Linked DNA regions of Arachis hypogaea: region 2 is linked to region 1. Evidence: chromatin contacts called from public Hi-C data. All regions are on one chromosome and are shown on one strand. The core of a region is the stretch at or near the end of the contact, and the rest is flanking DNA. Distances in the headings are between cores, read along the strand shown.

Region 1 (6,844 bases), core at 341-2,840:
TAATTAATTATTATTATTAATTTTAATAATGTAAAATTTTATTTAAAAATATAAAATTATTTATTTTATTTTTATTAATTAAATACTGGTCATATTTCAATAAAACTGCTTGCCTAAACTTTTCCTATACTGAATCATTAAATTGATTATCTATTTGGTATTTTTATATTTATTTTTGGCTCTGGATATACCACTAATCTCTTTTTCTTTTTTTTTTTTTTAATTTGTTCCTTTTTGACGTACGTATGTAGTAGCCTATTGGCATGCGCATTGCATTGCACTGCAAAAGCACAAAGAAAGGATGGGATTGGAATAACGAAGTCGTAGTGGGGTCCACTCCAGCTCATGATCAACAAATTATGGCGTTTATCTGCTGAATTGATTTGTTACACTAATGATGTATGTATATGATTTTCTGTACTCGTATTAATATATACTATGATGATGGAAGATTATTTGGATTATGCCTTTTATGAATGCGGATAGTAGCTTCAAATACAACTGAAATGTTATTATCAATTATGAAGTAAGAAAGGACACCTATCATTCCTTAAATAATAATAATAATAATAATAATAATAATAATAATAATAATAATAATTTAAAAAGGTTTCTTATATAAGAGTTAACAAGAAGGATAAATTTTGATATTATAATTAAAGGTGCTTATTCCGGTACGTTTAAAAATAAGTACGTATCAATATAATGAACATATGGCTTAATGCGAAACTGACCTTGGGTTATGTAATTATATTAACAAATATGTTTATTTTATTTTAAACATATATTGTGTATTATTTATTTAATATTAAAATACCCTTTAAATTAATTATAAAAAGACTAAAATATATTTTATTATTTTTATTAAATTTTTGAAATCGTTAAAGAATTTTTAATATTTAAAAAATAATATTTTATGATTAATATTAAAAGAATTAAAATATCCTTTATATTTAAAGTTGTTTAATTATATTGCAATTTAAAATTTGAATTTGATTTTAGAAAGACTAAAATATCTTTTAAACAACAATTTAAAAATCACTAATATACTCTTATAAGATTAATTAAGATTATTTCATTGTATCATCAATTAGCAATTTTAATTTAATATTAAAAAACTAAAACATCCTAGAATTAATTTTTGAAAGATAAATTTTTTAGGACTGAACTTGAACAGACTAAAATACTCTTTTAGAATAAAAATGATTTAATTATTATATTAAAAATTATAAATTTAAACTTTTAAAACAACTAAAATATCCTTAGAGTTAATTTTCAAAAGACCAATATATCATTATAGAATTAATTGATATAGTAAATTTTAAACTCAGTTATTAATTCTTTTTCTTTCCAAAAAAAAAGAAGTTGCAGCCATTTAGGTTGCCCCCAAACTTTGGCCACCACATATATGACGCATGTTTTTGAATTGCTTCGGCTGCAAGACAACCAAATATATATCTGAAAACAATAAAATAATTATATTTTACTATAAAGTATCAATAAGTATCAACTATCAACTAACTACTCTCTCTACGTGTGTATTATGTGTCTTCAAAGTATAAAAGTCAAATATAGTGGCATGACGTGGCTGATAATGGAAAGGGCTAAAGAGGCAAAAAACCATATGCCTAGCTGTAACATGTTACATGAAGTGAGATTAAGTGAACCAATGTGTGATTTCTCTTCTACTTCTTGGAATGGGATTGTAAATTGGAATGAAAATGAGAGTGAATTGCAAATAAAATTAAATTCATTACGTAAGGAAAATTTTAAACCAATCTAGAACGTTCTAATTTGCCTATAAATTTTGGCCACTTCGCACCCTTTCTTCTAACTCTCTCATTGCCCTTTTCCCCAAGCTTAAAACCTTTTGTTCTTCACTTCATTATCCCTAATCTCTTGTTTCCTATAATTTGATTATAAAATGGGAGACCCAAAGAGGAATCAAATAAGAGATTATTTGTGTCCAACGAATCGATCTTCTACTAATAATCAAACCTCAAACAATAACACATCACAAAGTTCAATCCCCTTGCCTACCATAAAAGGGTCTTTGTGGCCAAAACCATTATCAAACCCATCAGAAAGCACTTCTTCATCAAATGGTACTTCATCAAGCCCTAGGCCATCTTCAATCAATATGGCGAATATTTTTGGTCGTCGCAAACAAGGTTGATGAATCCATGACGACCCACCAACTCGGATCATAGCACATCTCATCACCAATATGGGTCTTATAGTATGTTGCTTCTTTTTTTTTGTCATATATATATATATATAGTTGGAATATTTGCAATAATATGTTATTTTGTTATGATGTGATCGAAATAGTGGATCTCATAGGATGAAGCAGTTGCTTGTTGATACTTAATTATATCACTTTGTATAACATAAAGGTGATGAACATCATTATACCAAAGTGTGTCACGCTTTTCTATTTATTATATCTTTTTCTATACTTTTTGTCCTTTCAATCTTACTTCTTTGCTTCTCTCTCTCTCTCTCTCTCTCTCTCTCTCTCTCTCTCTCTCTCTCTCTCTCTCTCTCTCTCTCTCTCTCTCTCTCTCTCTCTCTCTCTCTCTCTGATCATAAAGTTAATTTCTGAGGTGGAAGGTTTGGTTTTCAATTTTTTCAAACCGACATTTCATTCCATCATATAATAATGTTTTATATAATGCACGGAAAATATAAATTAAACTCCTGATAGTACTTCTTATAATAATTTATGAATGGGAAGGTTGAAATTTAGAAAGTTCAAACTTCAAAGTTACTAGCTAGATTAATACTGTTAAATAAAATAAAATAATGGGTCCAACCAAACGCCGCAACCTTTCACATTTGGGTCTGAAGTCTGAACCCATGAAAAGAGAAAATTTAACATTTTTATTTAATGGAAAGTGATGGAATTGAACCAAATCTAAGTGGTCCCTCGTGCCTGTATCATTCTCATCCTCACTCCGAAATCATCTCTTCAAACAAAGCTTCTGGATACGAAAACGATCAATTTAGATGTTTATTTAAAGATTTAAAAATTGAATGAAAATTATTTGAATAAAATAAAATAATATAATTACATAAAAAATATATAATTTTTTTTATTATTTTAAATCGATTAATTATTAAAAATTAAATCAGTTCGATTAATAATTAGTTATTTGATCGATTTATTTATTTTTTGACCAATTTATTATTGGTCAATTTTTATTTTGAACCAAAAATATTCAGTGATCGGTTCTCAGTTAACCGGATCCGTTTTCAATTCTCAGTTCGATTTTCAAAACAATGCATTAAACCATTATATTGGCTTTTAAAATTATTTTTAAAATAATAAATGATATTATGGATTTTTAAAAATCAATTATTCGGCTAATAAATTTTCTTTTTTATAAGTAACAAACTATATATGAATTCTGTCCAGTTTATTATCACTAAATAATCTCTTTTAGCAACTTAAAACGGTTAGATAGGAGTACAAGTTATTTATAATCAAATTTTAATATAAATCATTGAAAAACAAAGATGTAATAACAAGACAAGTAAAAAATACAAAAAGAAATCATTATCATTTCCAGAAACATTTATAAACTATTTTAAATAATTAAAATAAATGTTAAATATTTTTTCTAAAATAAAATATAATAATGAGACAAATAGCTAGACAGCAATAATATTTCTTTGTGAGAAAGAATTGGAGGCCCTATTGAGAGAAAACTCTGGCGTGAAAATATTTTCAAACAGATTTATTCGAATCATTCTTATGAAAATTTAATTTTTAATTAGATAATATTAATTAATTTTTTAAGAATTTCAGATCAAAATTTATAGTTTATAATTTAATATTTATTTAAAATTTAAGATAAAAAAATTATTATCATAATTGACATGGTCAGAGGTGGTCACATTGGAACCATTCTTATGAAATTTAAAATTGGGTTCACGTCAAATGTGTGTAGTTGACGATTAGGCTCTACTAAAAACGCAATTTCATGGTTATGATTATTAAAATAGATAGAAGAAAAAGATTCAAGTGATTTTGTTCTTGTTTATTAATGGAAAGAAACGGAAAGAGGGAATATCATCCACTCATGAATCATGATGATTCATATCATCATCAGGCCAAGAAAAGAATTGAATCAATTGATTAATTAATATTATTAAAGTTAAATAGTTAATACAATTTTCTTTTCGTGATGTGGCGCAAATAGGGCACGAATGGGGGGACCTATGTCGTTGTGGTTGGATAACGGGGAACTATGTCGTTGTCATTGACTTTAATTAGGGCATATTCTTTTCTTTAAACCACCGAGGATTGCTTAAACGAATGAATGAGTTAACCAATCACCAATATTTAAATTAGTTATATTTTTTAAAAGATATTTTTATATAAACGTATAAAACATCTTTTTGTAAAGACGTTTACGTATCGTATTATTATTGGACGTATTAATGAATTAGTTATTTTTTAATTTTTTAACAAATTAGAATAAAACTGATTTTTTTATAACAATAACAATTATTCATACACTGGTCCAACGCTGAAACCCAGGTCCAAACGGAAGGCCCAATCCAAAGGATTGAGCCTCACCCCAACGCCGACCTTCGTCCTGAGAAATCGGTTCTTGCCACGACTTGCCCTGAAGAAGTCGGGAACGAAGATTAGCTGGCAGATAAACACTCATTCAAATGAGTAATTGCCCCTAAAATCTCTCTACCCACTTCCAGGAGCTTTACCCCAACTTTCCTAAGATAAAGGGACGGTTATTCCCCCTTAAATGGTAGAACTACTCCAACGGTGGTTATGGGTTCACCACTATAAATACCCTGACATCCTTCAGGTATCACTAAGTCCAATACTCTCTAGACCTGTTTTGCTCCTTTGCTGACTTTGGCATCGGAGTGTCTTTGCAGGTACCACCCCCCTTTTCTCACACGCAAGTCGGACGGAGGCCTTGGATTGTTAACCTGCCCAAAGGCTTCCCCTTTCAGACGATTGGGCCAACCCAACTAATCCAATCCAATAATCTCCGGTTATCCTTCGTAATATTGGCGCCGTTGCCGGGGAACCGAGAGATCATCCAGTAATGGCGAATATGTTGCAAGAAGATGGTCATATAGCGTCAGATTCCGAACAGGAGAATCTCGATACAGGAAACAATGACGCAGATCTAACTCATCACCAGGGAACCAACGACCAACACAGGGAAGGCACCTCCAGATTCAAAAATTTGAAGATGAACTCCTCAGAGGGGTGTGAATCGGAAAAGGATGGATCACCCCATGCGACTGAACTAATGGGACTAGTCCATGGCCACCAAGGTCGCTTGAAACAGCTGGAACAGGAGTTGGAACGACAAAGGGAGATAGAAAGAAATCTAAGGGATGAGATGACGCGACGAAAAGAGTTAGAGGAAAAACTCTCAAAGCTAGAATCCTCCCTCAGAGGCCGGAATTCCCGAGGCGATCGAGAAGAGTTGCCCCTAGGAGGGGAGGACCTATTTAGTGAGGATATAATGAGGGCAAAAGTTCCCATAAACTTCAAAAGCCTTGATATGGACCTCTATGATGGAACCACGAACCCGAAGCATCATTTAAGCAATTTCAAAAGCCGGATGTATCTGGCTGACGCTTCGGATGCAACGCGCTGTAAGGCTTTCCCGACCACTCTGTCAAAAGCAGCGATGAAGTGGTTCGATAGCCTCCCTCCAAGATCGGTCTCCAGTTTTGAAGACCTCTCAAGAAAGTTTCTAATGAGGTTCTCCATCCAGAAAGATAAAGTCAAGCATGCACCGAGCCTCCTGGGAATAAAGCAGGAGGTCGGAGAACCTCTAAGGGACTATATGAAAAGTTTCAACAAAGTATGCTTGGAGATTCAAGACCTGCCTACTGAGACAGTCATTATGGGGCTAGTAAATGGGCTTAGAAAATGTCCCTTCTCACAGTCCATATCAAAAAGACACCCCACCTCCTTAAGTGATGTACAAGAAAGAGCTGAAAAGTACATTAACATGGAGGAGAATGCCAGACAACGAGAACCGAGTTGGCGGCCTGGGCACCCCCCACTCGGTAAAAGAGAAAGAAAGAGAGCCCAGGAAAAAAGAAGAGCTCGGTCTCGACAGACCGAGGAAATATCACTCTTATACTCCTCTAAAGGTTTCCATAGTGGACGTATACAGAGAAATCTGCAATACTGAAAGACTGCCGCCTCCCAGGCCCATTAAAAATAAAAGGGGAGGAAGTCGCAGCGACTACTGCGAATACCATAAGATTTATGGTCACTCCACAAATGATTGCTATGACCTCAAAAATGTGATAGAAAAGCTGGCCAGAGAGGACCGACTTGACAGATATCTCATGGAAAGGTATGACAATCATGGGAAGAGAAAGCGAGATGATGGGGAAAGAAGAGACCCACCACCACAAACCCCCGAGAGACACATACATATGATCTCGGAAAGATTTGCGGGAGGAGGACTCACAAAGTCATCTCGCAAGAGACACCTCAAGCGAGTCTACCAGGTCGGGAGTGAGTCACCCGACCTCCCTACAATCTCATTTACAAAGGAGGATGGGCAAGGAATAATCCCTGGACACGATGATCCAGTGGTGATAACCATGATCCTAGCCAATGCTCATCTCCACAAAACCCTAGTAGATCAAGGGAGTTCAGCAGACATCCTTTTTAAGTCCGCATTCGACAAACTAGGGTTAGATGAAAGGGAGTTAAGAGCCTACCCCGACACCTTGTACGGGCTAAGCGACACGCCAATAAAACCACTGGGATTCCTACCCCTCCACACTACCTTCGGAAAGGGGGAAAAATATAAAACTCTGAGTATAGACTTTA
Region 2 (6,965 bases), core at 3,136-5,635, 46 kb before region 1:
TCTATTTTAAATCTTAAGTGTACTCTAAACAATAAATCTTAGAAAACATAAGAGTTAAAAAATAATAATTTTATAATAAAAGATTAGAGTTAAGTAAAAATTGTTTTCTTATATTAAACTAACAAAAAATAATTATTAAATCAGTTATAATTGTAAGATAATTTTATACAAAATTTTTTTGTATGTACGTATAATATGGTTATAAAATAATTGTATATATATAAAATAATAATATTATAAATAATTGAACGGCAAGAACAAGTATAAACAATTATGGATTTTATAAACCATGCATCCTCCTCAGCATCATTCTCACCAGTCTCGTAATCTTTTGTTTGGATTTATTGTTGGTAAGAACTATGTATTCATTCAACGAATTAAACATATTCATAAAAAATGTTGGCAAAATTTATTTTTTTACCTAGTAATTAATTATTAATATAATTATTAATATTTAGAAATATCGATTAAAAATATATTATGAAACTATTAAATTAAAAATATTAAATTAATAATTAAAATAATAACAAAAATAATAAATTTGAGAGTTTTTGAGATTTTTATTTTTATTACTTAAAAAGATAAGGCAGAGGAAAAAGAAGATACTTATCCAAGGTCCGCTTTTAGAATTTCTACTAATAAATAAGTAAATAAATAAATACAGTGGAACAGGCCAAATGAAAACAACACGAGAAAGGAGAAAAACTAGGAATAAAGCATATTTTTCTTAATTTACCGTGTAGCCATTAGGATTTTTTATTTAAATAAATATATATAGTAAATAAATGTATTTTAGATATGTATAATCTTATCTTATTTATACTATAAATGAGATAAGGTTGGGTTACGAATTATAGTAATAATTTTTAAAATTATTTATTTCATTAATTAATATATTTATTTAATTCATTTAAATAAAAAATACCATAAAAGTTTTAAAAGATAAATAAATAATCAATATGTAACATCATATATTGAGATTTTTCATGTCATTTTCTTATTAACTGATATTTTATCTCTCTCTCTATATATATATATATCCTTGTTAACTGATATTTCATCTCTCTATATATATATATATAGATTGCCATTTTAATTTTTTCCAGATATCTATGGAGGTAAGTAGCGGAAGTAACGAAATAGTTGGTTATAGTCCTTCTACTTGGCAAGCTAAAAGGTTTCAATGAGGTGTGTTAGAGAATCATTAGCATCAATTAGGATCAATTAGTATCGACTACATTTATGTAGTATATCTGTATATTAATTATAGGATTCTATGCCTTTATTACTCTGATTCATTTAGCACCTATAAATACCTCTTGTATATTGTACTTTTGATAGACAACTCAATAAGACACCTTTCAGATTACTCTCTCAGTCTCTTGTTTCTAACATGGTATCCAGAGCTTAGGTCATTTTTTTTCCATGAATATTAGTTTATAGTCCTTTGTTTTTCCTCTTCCGTCAGTGTTCTTTGGTCTCTCTTTTGCTCCCTTTTCAGACGCTTTGGTTCGTCACCGCCTTCGTCTCGTCGTTGCGAGTTCAACGAGTCCAGCCTCGTCACCGGAAACCACCGCACGCGCCGCCACGCTCCGTCTGAAGTTCGCCGTCCGATTGTCTCCGAGCAGTACTTTGTGCTCCGTTTTCAACCCCTTCCTGCCGTTTCGGTTCGTCACCGCCACTACCGTCGCCTTCAACTCGTTGCAACGTTTTCAACGCCACCGGAATCACCGCCAGACTCCGCCGGACACGCCGCCACGCGCCGCCTGAAGTTGGCTGTCCGGTTGCAGGCGTTCTCTTCCAGAAGCATCCGTCGCCGTTGGATCAGCGCTCCAGATCAACGGCTCATCAAAGCCCCACGTGGCAACCAGACGCGAGACGGCCCGTGCCCGACCCGCGATACCGACCCGACCCGACCATCCAACCCGCGCGCCACCTCGCGCCCTGTCAACTGCTGACGTGTCTTGCGTCTCCAATCCCCGTGTGCCACGTGTCATTACTTGATGATGTGGCTGCTGACGTGGAATCTGACGTGGCGCTGACGTGGCAGACAAGTGGGCCCCTCCCTAAGGTTTTTTGGTGAGCTCTTTCCGATTTTGCCATCCGTTTCCTCATTTTCTGCTCCGAAATTGCAGTTTTTCTCTCCTATCCTTGTTCTCTATGACTACTTTTATGGCAAAGTCAGATGTTTTTGCTGCCACAGACAGAAAGGGGGCCTTCTGTCGCAACTGTAACCGTTTCGGACACCCGTTCTCCAGCTGTCCCTCTGTTGAATGTCGCACATGCCACCAGAAAGGGCATATTAGCTACCATTGTTCACAGTTGTTCTGCCGTTATTGCAAGCTCTCGGGACATTTGCTTACTACCTGTCCTACTCGTCCACCACGTCCTGCGCCTGCTTCTGCTGTTGCTGCTACTACTGAACCTACCACTGTCTCTCTATCTGATATTGCATCTCTTCTACAGCGTCTTCTCTCTGTTTCTGGTAATACCCCTGCTGCTTTATCGAGCCCTCCAGGTACTTCTAAATGGTACTTTGACTCAGGTTGCTTTAACCACATGTCTCCGTTGCGTAATATTTTCTCGTCCATGTCTGCAACTACAAATGGACCTTCTGTCAATACTGCAAATGGCTCCCTCTTGCATGCAACACACAAGGGTTCTATCTCTCAGTCATCTCTTAATCTTCCTGATACTTACTACATTCCCAAATTAAACTTCAATCTTATTTCTGTTGGTCAACTTGTTGATCTGGGTTTTGACGTCACCTTTTCTGTTTCTGGTTGTCGTGTACAGGATCCTCGGACGGGACAGATCATCAGGACTGGACGTAAGGTCTGAAGGTTGTTTGAACTCGAAAGTCTTCATATTCCTCCTGTACCAAATCTCTGTGCTGCTTCTTCTCCCTCTACCCTTCACTTATGGCATCAACGTCTTGCCCACACCTCCTTAGAAAAACTGCGTCCTCTTGTATCTCAGGGTGTTTTAGGTCAGGTTCCGAATGAATCTTTTGACTGCATTTCTTGCCAAACTGCCAAACAACCTGCTTTATCTTTTCACAATAATTCATCTCTTGCTTGCTCTCCTTTTGATCTCATTCACTCTGATGTTTGGGGCCCCGCTCCCACTGCCTCTATGGGCGGAGCTCGATACTTTGTCGTTTTCATTGATGATTATTCCCGTTTTACTTGGGTTTATTTGATGACTAATCACCATGAGTTACCTCAGATCTATATCAACTTTGCTACTATGATTAAAACTCAGTTTTCCAAGGCCATTAAGGTTTTCCGACGTGATAATGCTATGGAATACCGTGATTCCAAACTCTTAGCCTTTCTTGCAGAACAGGGTACTCTGTCTGAGTTTTCTTGTCCTGGTACGTCTCAACAAAATGGTAGAGCTGAACGCAAACACCGTCACATTCTTGACTCCGTCCGTGCAATGCTCCTTTCCTCTTCGTGTCCTGAGCGTACTTGGGGTGAAGCTGTTCTTACTGCTGTTCATGTTATCAATAGACTCCCTTCTTCTGTTCTTGGTAATGTTACTCCCTTTGAGCGTCTTTATCATACCCCCCCCAGATTACAGTTCTCTTTGAGTTTTCGGTTGTGTATGTTTTGTTCTTCTTCAGCCTCATGAACATAGTAAACTTGAACCTCGGGCTCGTATATGTTGTTTTCTTGGTTATGGCACTGAACACAAGGGTTATCGTTGTTAGGATCCCCTTTCTAAACGTATTCGTATATCTCGTCATGTTGTCTTTTGGGAGCACCACATGTTTTCTCGGTTCTCATCCTTTGAGTCGATTCCCACTACTCAGTCACCTTTGTTTACTAACCCCAATGTTGATCTTTTTCCTAGTGATGATTCTACAGGTTCTACCTCGAGTGACCCTCCACAGCCTCCTGTTCCTCCGCCTTCTCCATCTCCCGATGATTCCAGACCGGACGATGATCCTGCTCCTACCGTCATGCCTCCTCCCCCCGCTCGTTCTTCTAGGGTAAGGAATCCACCTCCTCATCTTCTTGATTACCATTGCTTTTCTACTATTCTTCATCAACATGAACCTAAGACATTCAGAGAAGCCTCCTCAAACCCAAATTGGCAACAAGCAATGCAAGAAGAATTACAGGCACTTGAAAAAGCACACACTTGGGATCTGGTTGATCCTCCTTCTGATCAGGAAGTTGTGGGCAGTAGATGGGTATACAAGATCAAGACTTGCTCAGATGGCTCTATTGACCGTTATAAGGCCCGCTTGGTTGCTCAAGGTTGTACGCAAGAGTATGGTATTGATTATGAAGAGACTTTTGCCCCTGTCGCTCGCCTTACGTCTGTTCGAGCTCTTCTTGCCATTGCCGCGGTTAAAAAATGGTCTCTCAGTCAGATGGATGTGAAGAATGCATTTCTTAATGGGGATCTGAAAAAGACAGTCTATATGAAACCACCTCCGGGATATCCTTGTCCTTCTGATAAGGTTTGTCTCCTTCGCAAGGCACTTTATGGACTTAAACAAGCTCCTCGTGAATGGTTTGACAAGTTTAGCACTACCATATGCAGTCTTGGTTTTACTTCTAGCCCTCATGAGAATGCGCTCTTCATTCGTAAGAGCGAACGTGGAGTTGTTCTTCTACTTTTGTATGTTGATGACATGATAATCACTGGGGATGATGTTGATGGTATCTCTGCCCTCAAGGCCTCACTTCACCGTACCTTTGAAATGAAAGATCTTGGTTCTCTCAGCTATTTTCTTGGTCTCGAGGTCATCTCCACCGATGATGGCATCTATCTCTCTCAGGCTAAGTATGCTTCAGATCTTCTTGCTCGTGCTGGGATTACAGATAGTCGCACTGAGTCTACTCCTCTTGAGCCTAATGTTCGATTTACCCCTATAGATGGCACTGTTTTGGATAATCCGACTCTCTATCGACAGTTAGTAGGCGGTCTGGTCTACTTGACTGTCACCCGACCAGACATCGCCTATCCGGTTCATGTACTTAGCCCGTTCTTGTCAGCTCCTCGTACTACTCACTATGCGGCAGTTCTACGCATTCTTCGCTACATCAAGGGCACTCTCTTTCATGGTCTTTATTTTTCTGCCCATTCCTCTTTGTCTCTTCAGGCCTACTCCGATGCTGATTGGGCTGGTGATCCCACTGATCGTCGTTCTACTACTGGTTACTGTTTGTTTCTTGGCGACGCTCTCATTTCTTGGCGTGCTAAGAAGCAAACGTTCACTGCTCGCTCAAGCACAGAAGCTGAGTACCGTGCACTCGCTGACACCACTGCTGAAGTTGTCTCGGTTCGTTGGCTTCTCGAAGATTTGGGTGCTCCTCAGTCATCCCCTACTGATGTTTTTTGTGATAACCGCAGTGCTATTCAGATCGCCCATAATGATGTCTTTCATGAACGCACCAAACACATTGAGCTTGATTGTCACTTTGTTCGGCAACGTATCCTTATTGATGCTATTCGTCTCATTGCTGTTGGAACACTAGATCAGACTGCTGATATCTTCACGAAAGTTCATCACCCGACTCGTTTCCGGACTTTGTTATCCAAACTCAAGTTGGTATCCTTAGCTCCCACTTGAGTTTGAGGGGGGATGTTAGAGAATCATTAGCATCAATTAGGATCAATTAGTATCGACTACATTTATGTAGTATATCTGTATATTAATTATAGGATTCTATGCCTTTATTACTCTGATTCATTTAGCACCTATAAATACCTCTTGTATATTGTACTTTTGATAGACAACTCAATAAGACACCTTTCAGATTACTCTCTCAGTCTCTTGTTTCTAACAAGGTGTATGATTATTATTTATGATTTAAATTTTCAAATCACCATCAACTTCATTATATAAATATGCATGCATCTTTAGGAAGAAGGAAACCTAAGAATTTTCAATTATGTATTAAATTATTTTTTCAGATATCAAATGGCATTCTACTTTTTAAAAAGTCAAACTAACAAATATGAGAAAAATTAAGGATAATAGTAAAGTGAGGATTATTTTTATTTAATAAAAAAACATCAAAAATATTTATTATGCGTAATATACATATATTTTTAAAAAAATTAATGAAAACCTTTATTCTTTATCTAATTTTTCTTATAATTAAAGAAATTTCCAAAAATTAAAGCTGAGAAAGAGAGTAGATAATATAGGCGAAGGGGAAAAAAAGACAGATACAAAAATAGAAGTCAATTTAGAAGATGTTTGCATGCATATGGTTGACTTTAATTTAATTTAATTAATTACTGTAGTTGGCGGAACTTTCAAACATATAATGAGTTTCTGTGCCAAATCGTTACCAACTTCGGGTGTCATTATCATCAACATTATTTAATTGTGTTACATGTATAAATTAATTTCAACCTATGTTGGAATAAATATATTAATTAATGGTTCTCTAGTCCATTTAATATCTAGAAAATCACTCTCTCAGAAACCAAATTGAAATTTCCATATAAACCTCGCTAGCTCTTTAACCTCTTCTTAATTAAGCAAAAGAATATAATGCAAAGTAAAGGCAATTAAAAGGAGTAGTACATACGTAAGAGATAAACAACAAAATATATTATTTATTTTCCTATTTATGTTTATGAAACAATAATGTTATCTAGTTACTTTCATATAAGTCAAATTTGGCGTCCACTGCTTGATTCAAACTAAAAAGTCTACTAGCTACCACTATTAAGGAGATAAAAGAAAAAGGAGAAAAAAAAGTCAATAACCACAAATTATATTTAGTAATAACTTATATTATGTCACTCTCAATAGCTTGGGAAGAAAAACAAATGAAGCATGACCAAATATATATCTTGGAAGGAATGAAAGAATTTCGTACTATATTTGGTTGGAGGCTGAATTATATATATTGCACGCTTTATGAGTCATGACCTATTTATAGGGTTGTCAAACGGGTTAGTCCGGCTTATTTAGGTTCGGTTCGTTAAAT

The links. A called contact is a pair of places that touch in the nucleus more often than the background predicts.
Region 2: a contact with region 1 is called in a Hi-C map of an unstated tissue, with 2.2 times the contacts expected there. The contact joins the promoter of LOC140178744 here to the enhancer-like site in region 1. A contact is called at or near these places in 2 of 8 Hi-C or Micro-C datasets (leaf and an unstated tissue).

What each region holds. Positions count from the first base shown.
Region 1 is chr14:130,961,262-130,968,105 of arahy.Tifrunner.gnm2.J5K5, reverse strand. No RefSeq gene overlaps it. Among protein-coding and RNA genes, the nearest start is that of LOC140178744, 48 kb to the left of the region's middle. Within about 2 kb of position 1,590, at least 1 of the 3 cell types and tissues checked has open chromatin away from gene starts, as enhancers often do.
Region 2 is chr14:131,009,642-131,016,606 of arahy.Tifrunner.gnm2.J5K5, reverse strand. LOC140178744 reads left to right here and starts at 4,385. Exons shown (of 3, transcript XM_072215981.1): 1 at 4,385-5,450. The coding sequence starts at 4,385.